Regions from separate parts of the Mus musculus genome. Here region 2 is linked to region 1. The links are chromatin contacts, called in public HiChIP or PLAC-seq maps. All regions are on one chromosome and are shown on one strand. The core of a region is the stretch at or near the end of the contact, and the rest is flanking DNA. Distances in the headings are between cores, read along the strand shown. Region 1 holds the start of Pdrg1 (p53 and DNA damage regulated 1). Region 2 overlaps Ccm2l (cerebral cavernous malformation 2-like).

What was found. HiChIP or PLAC-seq counts read pairs in DNA pulled down with a chosen protein or histone mark.
Region 2: a contact with region 1 is called in an H3K27ac HiChIP or PLAC-seq map of the HPC-7 cell line, with 4 times the contacts expected there. The contact joins the enhancer-like site here to the promoter of Pdrg1 in region 1. A contact is called at or near these places in 4 of 39 promoter capture datasets (the HPC-7 cell line, embryonic stem cells and macrophages), 1 of 484 Hi-C or Micro-C datasets (nephron progenitors), 2 of 115 datasets of contacts at active chromatin or transcription factors (the HPC-7 cell line and embryonic stem cells) and 3 of 9 other capture datasets (adipose tissue, macrophages and pancreatic islet).

What each region holds. Positions count from the first base shown.
Region 1 is chr2:153,012,081-153,017,603 of GRCm38.p6, reverse strand. Pdrg1 (p53 and DNA damage regulated 1) reads left to right here and starts at 2,221. Exons shown (of 5, transcript NM_178939.2): 1 at 2,221-2,370; 2 at 3,519-3,594; 3 at 5,149-5,223. The coding sequence starts at 2,284.
Region 2 is chr2:153,080,663-153,086,188 of GRCm38.p6, reverse strand. Ccm2l (cerebral cavernous malformation 2-like) reads right to left here. Exons shown (of 10, transcript NM_001372363.1): 10 at 4,454-5,280. The coding sequence ends at 4,976. Among named protein-coding and RNA genes, the nearest start is that of Ccm2l, 17 kb to the right of the region's middle. Within about 2 kb of position 1,833, at least 111 of the 459 cell types and tissues checked have an H3K27ac peak or open chromatin away from gene starts, as enhancers often do. A contact at or near this core is called in the HPC-7 cell line, adipose tissue and macrophages, where this site is marked.

The DNA.
Region 1 (5,523 bases), core at 972-3,471:
CTGTTCCAGTGCCACCTCTTCAGAGAAGCCCTCCCTAACTACCTTATCCCAAACGGTTCCTGCATCTCTCCCTGTCCACCTTGCATCACTGGGGAACCTGTCAACACTTATCTACACTTGACTCGGGATGCATTTGGTTATAGCCCTGCCAATGGTCCTCTCCCCTGCTTCCCCAGCCCGAAGGCAGGCATCACACCCGGCTCTGCTCACAGTAAACTCATGAATCTCTAAGCCTGGGAAATTGCTACATTTTTGTGACATGAATAGTTAGGTAATATCAGAGATATCCCAGAGTTCACAATCTGTTCATTTTGACCCTTGGGGATATGTGTGACCTTCTCTGCAATATCCAATGACCAGATGTGGCCCCGAGGGTCAGTCGGAGCCAAGAAATTTAACATGGAACCTTTCTTAACTTCTCTCCATGCAGGACCACCCAGCAGGGGTCAGAGGTGTCCGTTTTTCCAGCCATCTTTGGCCCCAAGGTGGAGAGACGATGCAGGACTAGGGTCCAGGCCCCAGGGATTCCTGGAAGACTCATTTTTCCTTTGGCAAATACCCCCACTTCTTTCACAGGGCTTGTGCCTTCATTTCTGAACCAGAAGGTGTTTACACAAAACATCCTGGGTTTGGCGACAAATTCACCCTCTATGAGGAATCCTTAATGAAGCTTCCTCCATCCCCACACCACGCAGCTGCAGAGAAAACTGTCTGTCTCTAGTAATTGAAGGTAGCCCAAAGCCAGACAAGAAAGAGGTGTTTCCAGGCTTCGTGAGGCACAGTTTGTCAATGTCCATAGATAGTTGTGAAAAAGAGACCAGCACCCTCCACCCCGGGGAATTTGTGACTGATTAGCCCTTCTCTCAGCCTCAGCCTGCAGCTATAAAACTAAACAGGCATAATCCTGTGAGAAAAAAAAAGTGTCCGTGAAATTCAAGTGAGGCAAAGAATATGAATGGGCTAAGTTTCCCAGAGTCCAAAAAAGGAGACTAAAAAGTGAACCTCAGAGTTAGGCCTTAGGGGAGGTGGCTCCGTGAATGAAGAGTGTTCACTTTGCAAGAATAAGGATCTGAGTTTGAATCTCAAGCGCCTACAGAAAAACCCAGACATGGCTGTGTGAGCAGCAACAAACAGCGACAGGCAGATCCAGAGAGCTCAATGTCTAGCAAGCCTAGCCCAAAAGTGAGCTTCTGTTTCAAGGAGAGGCTCTATTTCAAGACAATAAGGTGAGAATATCAGGGAGAGACAGACACCTGACACCCTAATCTGTCTGGCCTCTGCTTGTGTCTGCAGGAGCACAGAGCACCCTTACACGCATGCAACACACACACACACACACACACACACACACACACACACCACACAAGAAAATAGATGAGATATAGCTCAGTGGTAGAGCGTGGTGTTTGAGAGGCACTGGGGTAATTCCAGTTTCGCACACGGAAAAACAAAAGAGGATTGGTGAGGCAGAAACTCCCAGGCCCAGCGTCTGAGCCTCCAGCTTTGCAACATTGGGGGACCCCTCCGGTTCTGTCAGGCAGTCACCACACACACACACACACACACACACACACACACACACACGCCTCCTCTGGGAAGTCCTGGATCCTAATTCACTCTTACGCTCTTACTGACACTCCACTGCTCCCCTGGACAGTTTCCAGCTCCTTCTGTGAATCTCGGCTTGCTACTGTGGACATTAGATTCAACAAATGCTGCAGCCAGATGCAATTTAAAATAATTACTGCTTCCTTTCCATCTTCCGGGGAGAAAGAGAGAGAGTGAGGGGAATTTCTATCACCCATTATTTACAAACTGGAAGCTGAAAACGTCGTGGATTAAAATATGAGTCTGTCTGCCACACTCAGTTTCTGGGCGTCGTTAAACCGGGACTTTATGATCTCTGTGTCTCCAAATCCCTTATCACTACCTTCCATAATGTGTAATTATTTTGCCTTCAGTGTTCGTTGTTTTCCAATGGGACGACGTTCCTAGAGTCGGGATGTTTTATTTGCAGCCGCGTTCCTGACACCCAATCTGGTATGTAGTGGATGCCCAGGAACCCTTTGAAGGGAGGGAAATGGACAGTGCGTTGTGTTGCTCCTTCAGAGCCTGTAGGGGGCGCACCTGCCCCGCTCCCAAAGCCTACCCCGCCCCTCTGGAGCCCCGCTGCGGCGCTTGCTCTTTTCACTGCGCAGGCGTGCCGGAAGTCCCAGAACAGCGCGTGCGCGGAAGGAGCCAAGGTGAAGTTGTAGCAGTGTGTCAGAAGAGGTGCGTGGCACCATGCTGTCCCCCGAGGCGGAGCGGGTGCTGCGGTACCTGGTCGAAGTAGAGGAGTTGGCCGAGGCCGTGCTGTCGGACAAGCGGCAGGTGAGAGACGTGGCGGCTGCGAGCGCGTAAGTGCGCGGGGTGGCAGGGAGCTCACCCGGTCTTCCGGCGTCACTGGTCCCAGCGGCCTGGCGCGGAGCGAGCACTGGTTCTGTGCTGGATAGTCGCCTTCCTTTCACCCTGCCCGGTCATTGCTGGTCTCCTGGATTCTCACTGTCTGCGGGAGGCTCCCCTGACACCACTTTCCAAACGCAGTCCCTGGCCCATCGTGAATCAGGTTACTGAGACATGGGCGGCATGTGTCTGGGCAATGCGCTGGGGTGTGTGGGTGTGATGTGTGGGTGTGTGGGTGTCGGGCGCGGGGGTGAGGGGTTGAGGGCCTCGTAGATCCGAAAGGGGTGCTTGGTTCTGTTTCTGTGGTAAGTGGTTAGTCCCTAAAGGGAGTTCGTGCTGGGGATCGGTTGCTTTAGACTCTAAACTTTAGAGGGCTTACTGTGTTGTCTAGGTTAGCCTTGAACAATCCGTGGTCTATCCTTGTCAGTCTCCTGAGTTCTGGGATTATAGGCGTGCATTTGGATGTTAAATGCCTCTCTCTGGCTGCTTCCTAGAGAGCGGGGAACCATTCAGGTGATCCCGATGGTCTAGAGTTAGACCAGATGGTAGTGATGGGGCGAGACATATACTTGATATATTTGATGGTCTTCAAACGCTGTCATAATGGCCATAATGGTTCTTTGTGGTCTATATTTGAGAAGGCTTGGTGGTTCACTAGCTGCGGCCCCAGATGTCACCTCTTGAGTAGTTAGCTGTCATAGTGGTACCATGCCACAGCTGTTCCAGTCCAGTATGGTTGAGTGTCTGGTGAGACTGTCAGAGTTACCTAACAAGAGTGTGTCAGTAGTCACTGTCTAGAGAAGACACTCAGCTCACTCCCTGGTGACTCTGGTACACTCTCAAGGTTGACTGGATGACACAAAATGATTCAATCTGCAGGCATTTTCCTAGCACCTTCTCTGGAGGAAGGAGGTTTGTGTCGAAGCAGAGGAGCTGGAAGCTGAGTGGGTAAAGAAGCACCTTCCCACCTGAGTCCTCCATGTTAGGCAAGACCTTGGAACTTAGCCAGAAATGATACCTTGTCTCTTCAGATTGGGGCTGGAGGCAGCTGAGTCCCCATCTGCTCCTGTTTTCAGATTGTAGACCTGGACACCAAGAGGAATCAGAACCGAGAGGGCCTGAGGGCCCTACAGAAGGACCTGAGTGTCTCTGGTAAGTTGCGACATCCTTACTGAAGCCCTGGAAGCCGGTTCAGTTGTCTTCTGAAGGACTTCATTATCCCTGGTAAAAACCAGGCAGGAGGCTGGGACTGTGTGACTCACCCTCGTGGGAAACTTAGACAGCTTGAGGAGAAGAGCGAGCGAGCGAGCGTTGCAGGTCAGACATATGCTGTGACTCAGAATTTTAGATGCTCACTTCAGTGACAGGCCATTAGCTCCTCACTCACTGATGGCAGATGCAGAGAGTGCTCACCGCACATAAAAGCAATAGTTCTGCCCTTATGTTCCACACGAGGAAAGCAGCACAAACACATAACTGAAAATTGTGAGAAAGCTAAAGATGGAGTTGGCCATGGGTGGGTGTCGAGACTGTCTTGGAGGGAAGAGATGGGGCTCAGTAGATGAGGCCAGGTGGCTGCTGTGGCTGGTGGCATGAGCAAGTCAAGCCATGCCATGTCCCACTAAGGGGACAACATGAAGCATTTCTGGAAAGGTGGGCAGCATTCCGGCCACAGTGAAGGGCACTGACATGTAGGGCTTCCATTGGCTTATCTCACCTGAATGAAACCCAGAGCTGTTTCGAGACTCCACATGATCCAGCCCCACACACCCCACGCACTCACTGGTCCCTTTGTTGTTTGCCTGGCTCTGTTTTCCCACATGTTTGTGGGTGACATGTCCTCGCTTTCCTCAGGTCTCGCCTGGATGTCATATCCACGATGTCACATCCCCATAATGAACCTGTCCTCTGATGCTCCCTAGCACTTGAAACAACTTTGGTTGGTTGGTTGGTTTTTAAATAGCTTGTCCTTTTGCTATTCTATGGGTTCTTCTCTCTTCCACCTTTCACCCCTTTTCTTCCACCTTTTCAACCCCCTAACATTTGATAAGAGAGAAAAAGGGATAGAGGGGAAAGGAAAACGCTCCCTGAATAAAGTCTGGGGTTGGAAAGGGGGCAGCGTTCTCATTAGACCACTTCCTGCTGATTAGGGGCATTGAGTCCTTGGGGCAAGTTTGATCTTCATCTTCAGGATATCTAATTTCTTCTTGTTATTTCTTTGCATATGTCTACTTAAAAAACTGTGACCAACAACCCTGCCTCTCATGGCCCTAGCAATGTTTCACCTTCTCAAAAGTCCTCAGAATTCCAAAAATCACACACTGGAAGAAACTATCTGCAGCTGGCAAAATCATACCAGAGCATGAGGCAAATCATAGTCAGCTGCTGTGGACAGTCTGAAGCAGCCCCACATCGCACACCTGGGATTGTAATGAAAACATTTTCTTACAGTATTTCTGTGTTTTGTTTTTTAAAGAAACAAAAATGCCCAATATAATGTCAATATAATTTTTCATGCTAGTTCTTAGCAGTATGTTGAAAAACCCAACCTTGTTCATTCCCCACCTTTGCTATAACATGAGTCCCACAAGAGCATGGACTGTTTTGTTCTGCTATGTTCTTAGCACAAATGTGCCAGTCAGGTGATAGGTGCTTCAAAAAGAAAAAAGCAAAACGTGATAAAGAAATGTCTGTTCGCTGTTTCAGAAGATGTGATGGTTTGCTTTGGGAACATGTTCATCAAAATGCCTCACCCTAAGACGAAGGAAATGATCCAGAAAGGTAAGGTGTCCTGGGGCTGGACCAAGGACACAGCTACTTTCCCCAGCACTCCTGGGTCATAATCCAGCAATGAAAACCAAACTGTGTATCAGGCTGGGGAAAGACAAAGGGCCTTTTCCATATGAGGCTTTTGCTTTCTGTTTGAAAATAAGGTCACTCTCTACCAAAATCTCATTGGCCAAGGCCATCCATAGCTGTAAAGGGTCATGGATAAGTGAGGTTTTTCATGAGCCTGTGTGTCTGTCTGTCTGTGTGGTGTGGTGTGTGTGTCAATGGGTATGTACATGCAGAGGTCAGAAT
Region 2 (5,526 bases), core at 584-3,083, 69 kb before region 1:
AATAATTTCGAAGGAACTATGGAGTTTAACCCATAATCCTATGGAGTTTAACCTGTAATCCTATGGAGTTTAACCTGTAATCCCAGTACTAGAGAGGCAGAAACAGGAGCATTGCTGAGGGCTTGCTACCGGCCTGGGCCACAGAGTGAAATCTTGGCTTAATACAGCAAAAATAGAAACCCATTAATGCCCATTAGTAGTCTGTCTATTCCAAAAGGCCACGGTCTTCATGCTAAGAAGTCCTCTTCCTTTCCTTTCTGAATGGACTCACTCCTCTCTTCCCCTCCCCTGTCTGAGATCTTCCTAAGGTTGCTCCCGCCTCCGCCCCGTCCCCACTCTCCTCTGTAGCAGCTCCTGGCCTGCCCCGGCAGGGCTCCTCAGTCTTTATGATTCTCTGGTTTCCTTATCTATAAGCCTCTACCCACTCTGATGTCATCCCACACCCCCCTGCTCCTCCAGCAATACCAGCATCTGCATTTACTGAAATTATTGAACACCTACTACATGTACTCTGTCTATTTTTGAGCTAGGTCTCACTACGTAGCCCTGGCTGGCCTTGAACTTGAGGCCCAGAGAACCCAGCTACATAGTAAGGTCTATGTTTCGCAAGCTCCACAGGCTCTATAATTGTGATGTGTTCCTATCTCCATCTTACAGAGAAGAAACTCAAGGCCCAGAAATGTTTAAGGAGTTACCCAAGTTTTCCCAACTAGCAGGTGACAGTTTTGGGATTCAAAACCATTCAGTCTGATCATAGCACCCATGTCTAACTGGTTATCATGTTCCTTTGAGTTTCCTGTCTCTCTCCATGCCCAGGTCCCGGCCTAGAGGACTCTTCCTCTCCATTGTCCCCTTTGCTTCAAGCCTTGTTTGTTCTAGAACACACCTTGCTCATAAACCACCTCTGTTTCAAAGTCTCTTCCAGATTACCCAGAAAGACAACGTTTCTCATTCTTTGATTTTTATAACGTTTTATAACTGAGAGAACTCTATAATGTTATTCATCATCATCACCACCACCATCATCATCATCATCATCAACAACAACAACAACAACAACAACAAGAGGAGCAGTAGCAGCTCCACAGCCCACGCTGGCTTCAAATTTATGATCCTCCTACACCAGCCTCTCAGAGGATGAAGTTACTTACAATAATGTGCCACCACACCCAGCTTGTGTTGAGACCTCTCACTCAGACTACACATCCCACCCACCCACTCACACCCACGGCCATCCACATGCACCCACACCCACCCACCTATACCCACACTGACTCACACTCACCCATTCACACCCATACCCACTCACACCCACCCACCCGCATCCACCCACTCACACCCACCCACCTGCACCCATACCCAGGAGTTGTGTTGGTAGGAAATGTGCTTTGTCTCCCTCTGGTGTCTAGCACAAAACGGGACACAGAGTAGGCATTCTCTAAATGCTTGAGGATTGAATGGCAGGGGCCTCACCCCCATCACACAGTTGGAAGTCCCCAGACGCCATCTAGGAGTCTCTAGCTGGAAAGAAGCAGAGGGGCAGGAGGCAGTTGTGGGCGAGGTCTCTATATAGGGCACAGTTTCACTTAGTTACCACATGTCTTTACCACTTGGATCAAACTCCCCAGAGGAGCCAGCTGGGGATGAAGTCCCACACTTGCATGATCCCCAGAGGTCTTTGGAGCCAGCTGTCCTACCCTAGGGGACTTCCCCATCTTTCGATGCCAGGAACTGAACCATGATAGGAAGTGACCCTGGCAGGATGTAGCATGTCACAGGAGGAAGTGTGGCCAGAGTTCCTAGGCTCATTGCCTAGGCTGCCCAGCCAGGCCCACAGGACCTCTGACAGCAAGCGGTCACATCACTTTGTTACTATGAGCATTCTAGGGCAAGTATGGACTTCCTTGACTGTGAGGGAAATTGCCCCATGCTCAAGGCTATGGGGCAAGCACCATCCTCGTACCTCTCACAGCCCCACCGTGGTATCCTGGCTATTACTGTAAGCAAGAATCTGAGTTCTTAAAAGCCCAAGGCCTTTAAGAGAGGCTGCCTCCCTCAGCAACTCCCTAAGACTCACTCCTGAGGCCTCAGGTTCCAGTGTGACCTAACATTGCTACATCCCTTCTAGCAGGGCAAGGCAGGACGGAGGCTGAAAAAAAGAACTCTGGTAAGTTCACATGGCAGATCACTGTGCAACATGGCTTCCTGACTTCTGCTTCCTGAGAGCCAGGCCACTCACTCACAAGCTGAGGAAAGACACCTGATAACATCAAAAGTAATGAGTGAGCTCAGTAAAATGAGCAAATTTGTTCAATAGAAGCACCAGGGGCTAGCTGTTCTCCACATGAGTTCCCCGATCGCTAGCAGTGCTAATGCTTGTCGCTCTTCGTGTTGGCAGAGTAAACTTCCAGCCGAATCCTCTACCCTCCCAAGTCAGGAACTCTGGGTATGTGGCTCAACCATCTCTTCTAGCAAGCCTTCACGGAAACTCCAGCGTACGCACGTTGAAGTTAGTCAATCGATGCTAGAAGCTTAACAGATGGGCAACATATTGGGAGAAGGTATGTGGAACAGCAACACCAAACAAGGGAGTCGTATCTAAAATGTGATTACTATTCTTGCAAGCGAATGTAGAGAAACCCGGAAAACCCCATGGAAATGAACAAACAGTCCAAAGGAGCAGTTTGTAGCCAGCAGGGGAAGCCCCAGGTCCACTGCGCTCAGGAGGAGGCTCCAGATTCCAGGGTTAGGTGGGGAAGTACTTAGGAGCGGGCTCACCTGGAATTCAGGATGCTGAGCATTCCACAACGCATGCAGCAGCACTCATCTGTAATCTATAACTTAGGGGGATCAGAAGGTTGAAAGCAGCCTGGGATACACAGACAGTATCGCAACAACAACAACAACAACAACAACACAGATCTCATGAAATTGCAAGAAAGCATGATATACATGTATTTGTCTGGTGTGTATGTGTGCATATGTGTATGCATATGTGTGTGTGTGTGTGTGTGTGTGTTTGTGTTTGAGACCGAGTCCTGCTCAGTTGCCACATCCTAACTGATGACAATGGCTATAGACAGGCTTTAAAAAAAACTGACGAGTGCACGAGACAGCAGCATTGCTCGCAAGCTGAGGATGGGTCTTTCTAGAAGGGGTTTGTGAAATTTAAACACATATATCTGGGATCTACTAATTCCACTCCTGGCAGAGCCCATAAGAATCTTCATGTGGGTCCACAAGGGTTAGTGACAGAGGTGTTCATCTCAGCAGTGTTTGTGGTAAGAGAGAGTTGAAAGCAAGCTAGGCATCCATCATCGGGGTGGGATGAATAGAGGGGATGCTTAAATGCTTCAGGGAGCTGGCAGCTGTTGAACGCAATGAGCTAGATTTCCCCACAATAATATGGCTGGGTCTTAAAAATGTTACAGAGTGGCTGGGCGTGGTGGCGCACGCCTTTAATCCCAGCACTCGGGAGGCAGAGGCAGGCAGATTTCTGAGTTCGAGGCCAGCCTGGTCTACAAAGTGAGTGCCAGACAGCCAGGGCTACACAGAAAAACTCTGTCTCGAAAAACCAAAAAAAAAAAAAAAATGTTACAGAGTGATCTGGGCATGGGGCAGCCCACCTGTAATCAAGCACTCAAGTGCTGAGGCAGGAGGATCTTGAGTTGGGTGCAGTCTTGGCTATACAACAAGATGATCACATCAAAAACAAGAACAAAACATGGTACGACACCACTGACCACCCCAATAAAAACAACAAATATTATTAAAGGAAGAAGGACAAGGAGGAGGAGGAGAAGGAGGAGGAGGAGGAAGAGAATTAGAACCCATTCCAATACCACTTACGCTGTGTTCATTTGCACATTGCATAGTATGTGTATGTGTGTGTGTGTGTGTGTGTGTGTGTGTGTGTGTGTGTGTAATTGCAAGTTTTGGCATGTTTGGGGGTTGTAGTGTGGCGAAGAATATGTAGACAAGCAAGGAATGAAGAAGAATATCAGGAGAACCTTGCATGGACCAGTGACGGGGGCGGGGTCATCTGCCACCGTCCCAGTGGGAATCTGGAACTCTTAAGCCCCAGTGCTCACATGATTTGGAAATGTTTGGCTGTGGAAGGGTTAGCAAGGTTTTGCAGACACATTTGATCTCTTCTAGTGGACTTTGGCCTCTTCTCAAAGCTCACTGTCCTCACTGAGGCTTTGCCAAGGGCCTGGCCTCATCTTGACCTCCATAGCTTACAGCTCCACCTGCACAACTCTTTGACTAGCCCCAGCTGTCTGTCTGCAGAGTCCTGCGTGTGTTTTGTTTGGGGCGTGGGCACAGAGCCGCGTTATAAGACCACTGTGGAGGCCAGTTCTGTTTCCTCTTCTAAGCTGTAAACTCCACTAGTCTTTATAACATTTCATTCCACACACTGCTTCAGGAACAACAGTACATTGAGTCAGAAACATTCCAAGCGGAGAGAAACAGCATTTATTGAGCACCTACAGCATGCTAGGCCCAACACTAAGCTCTTGCCCTCCATTCACTCCAATGACCACCTGTGAGGTGGGTGGAGCTGAAATTATCGTAGAGATGTGGAAATGGGAACCTGGTGTTCCCTCAAATCCATTCCCTTAAAAACAAACAAACAACTCCCCCCAAAGTCTCTTCAGTTTCTTAGCCTGTAAAATTGAAGAGAGGTCTCTAGGTTCTGGAAATGTTTCTGGTTTGGGGTTGGGCAGGTTTGCAGAAAGTGGGGCGTGAATTGGAAATCTTTTCTGTCCGCCAGTAGGTGGAGCGATTCTTTATCTTGAAGAACACTGACTATCCCGCCCTCTGCAGGATCTTCTCGGTATTGCAGGACTGAAGCCCTAGGAACCCATTTGCAAGGGAACCCATTTGCAAGGAAAGAAGCCCAGAAGGTACAGATGGGAACCCAGGAGTCTAGGCATACTGGGGATGATGTCGTATGGGTAAGTGTGCCGCAGAGCTACAGGTAGTTGTCTTCAACCTGGTCGCCCCCGCTTGGGGAGACATCCTCATAGACGTCGTCGTCGTCAGGGGCCAGCGCCTCAATGTCATGAGTGATGTCGGCTAGCAGCTGGTGGAAGGTCTGCACCTCGGGCCTCTGGGCCGCCCCGTCGTAACTGCGCACAGCAGAGGCAGACGTGGAGCTCATGCTGCGCTTGATGCGGCCAAAGCTGTCAGTGAGGATTCCGCCCTCGCGGATACCCATACTCTCCAGGAAGCCCTCGAAGTAGCCGATGTCCTGATCTGGGATGAAGGGCCGCATTCCTAGAGGACACAGGGCAAGGCGACTCCAGCATCCAGCTAGCCTGCTACGGAGTGCGGTCTCTGGAAGTCTGAGTTCAAATCCTATCTCTGCAGGGGTGACTTTACCCAAGATTTTTTTTTTTTTTGAGATTTATTTATTATATGTAAGTACACTGTAGCTGTCTTCAGACACTACAGAAGAGGGCATCAGATCTCATTATGGATGGCTGTGAGCCACCATGTGGTTGCTGGGATTTGAACTCAGGA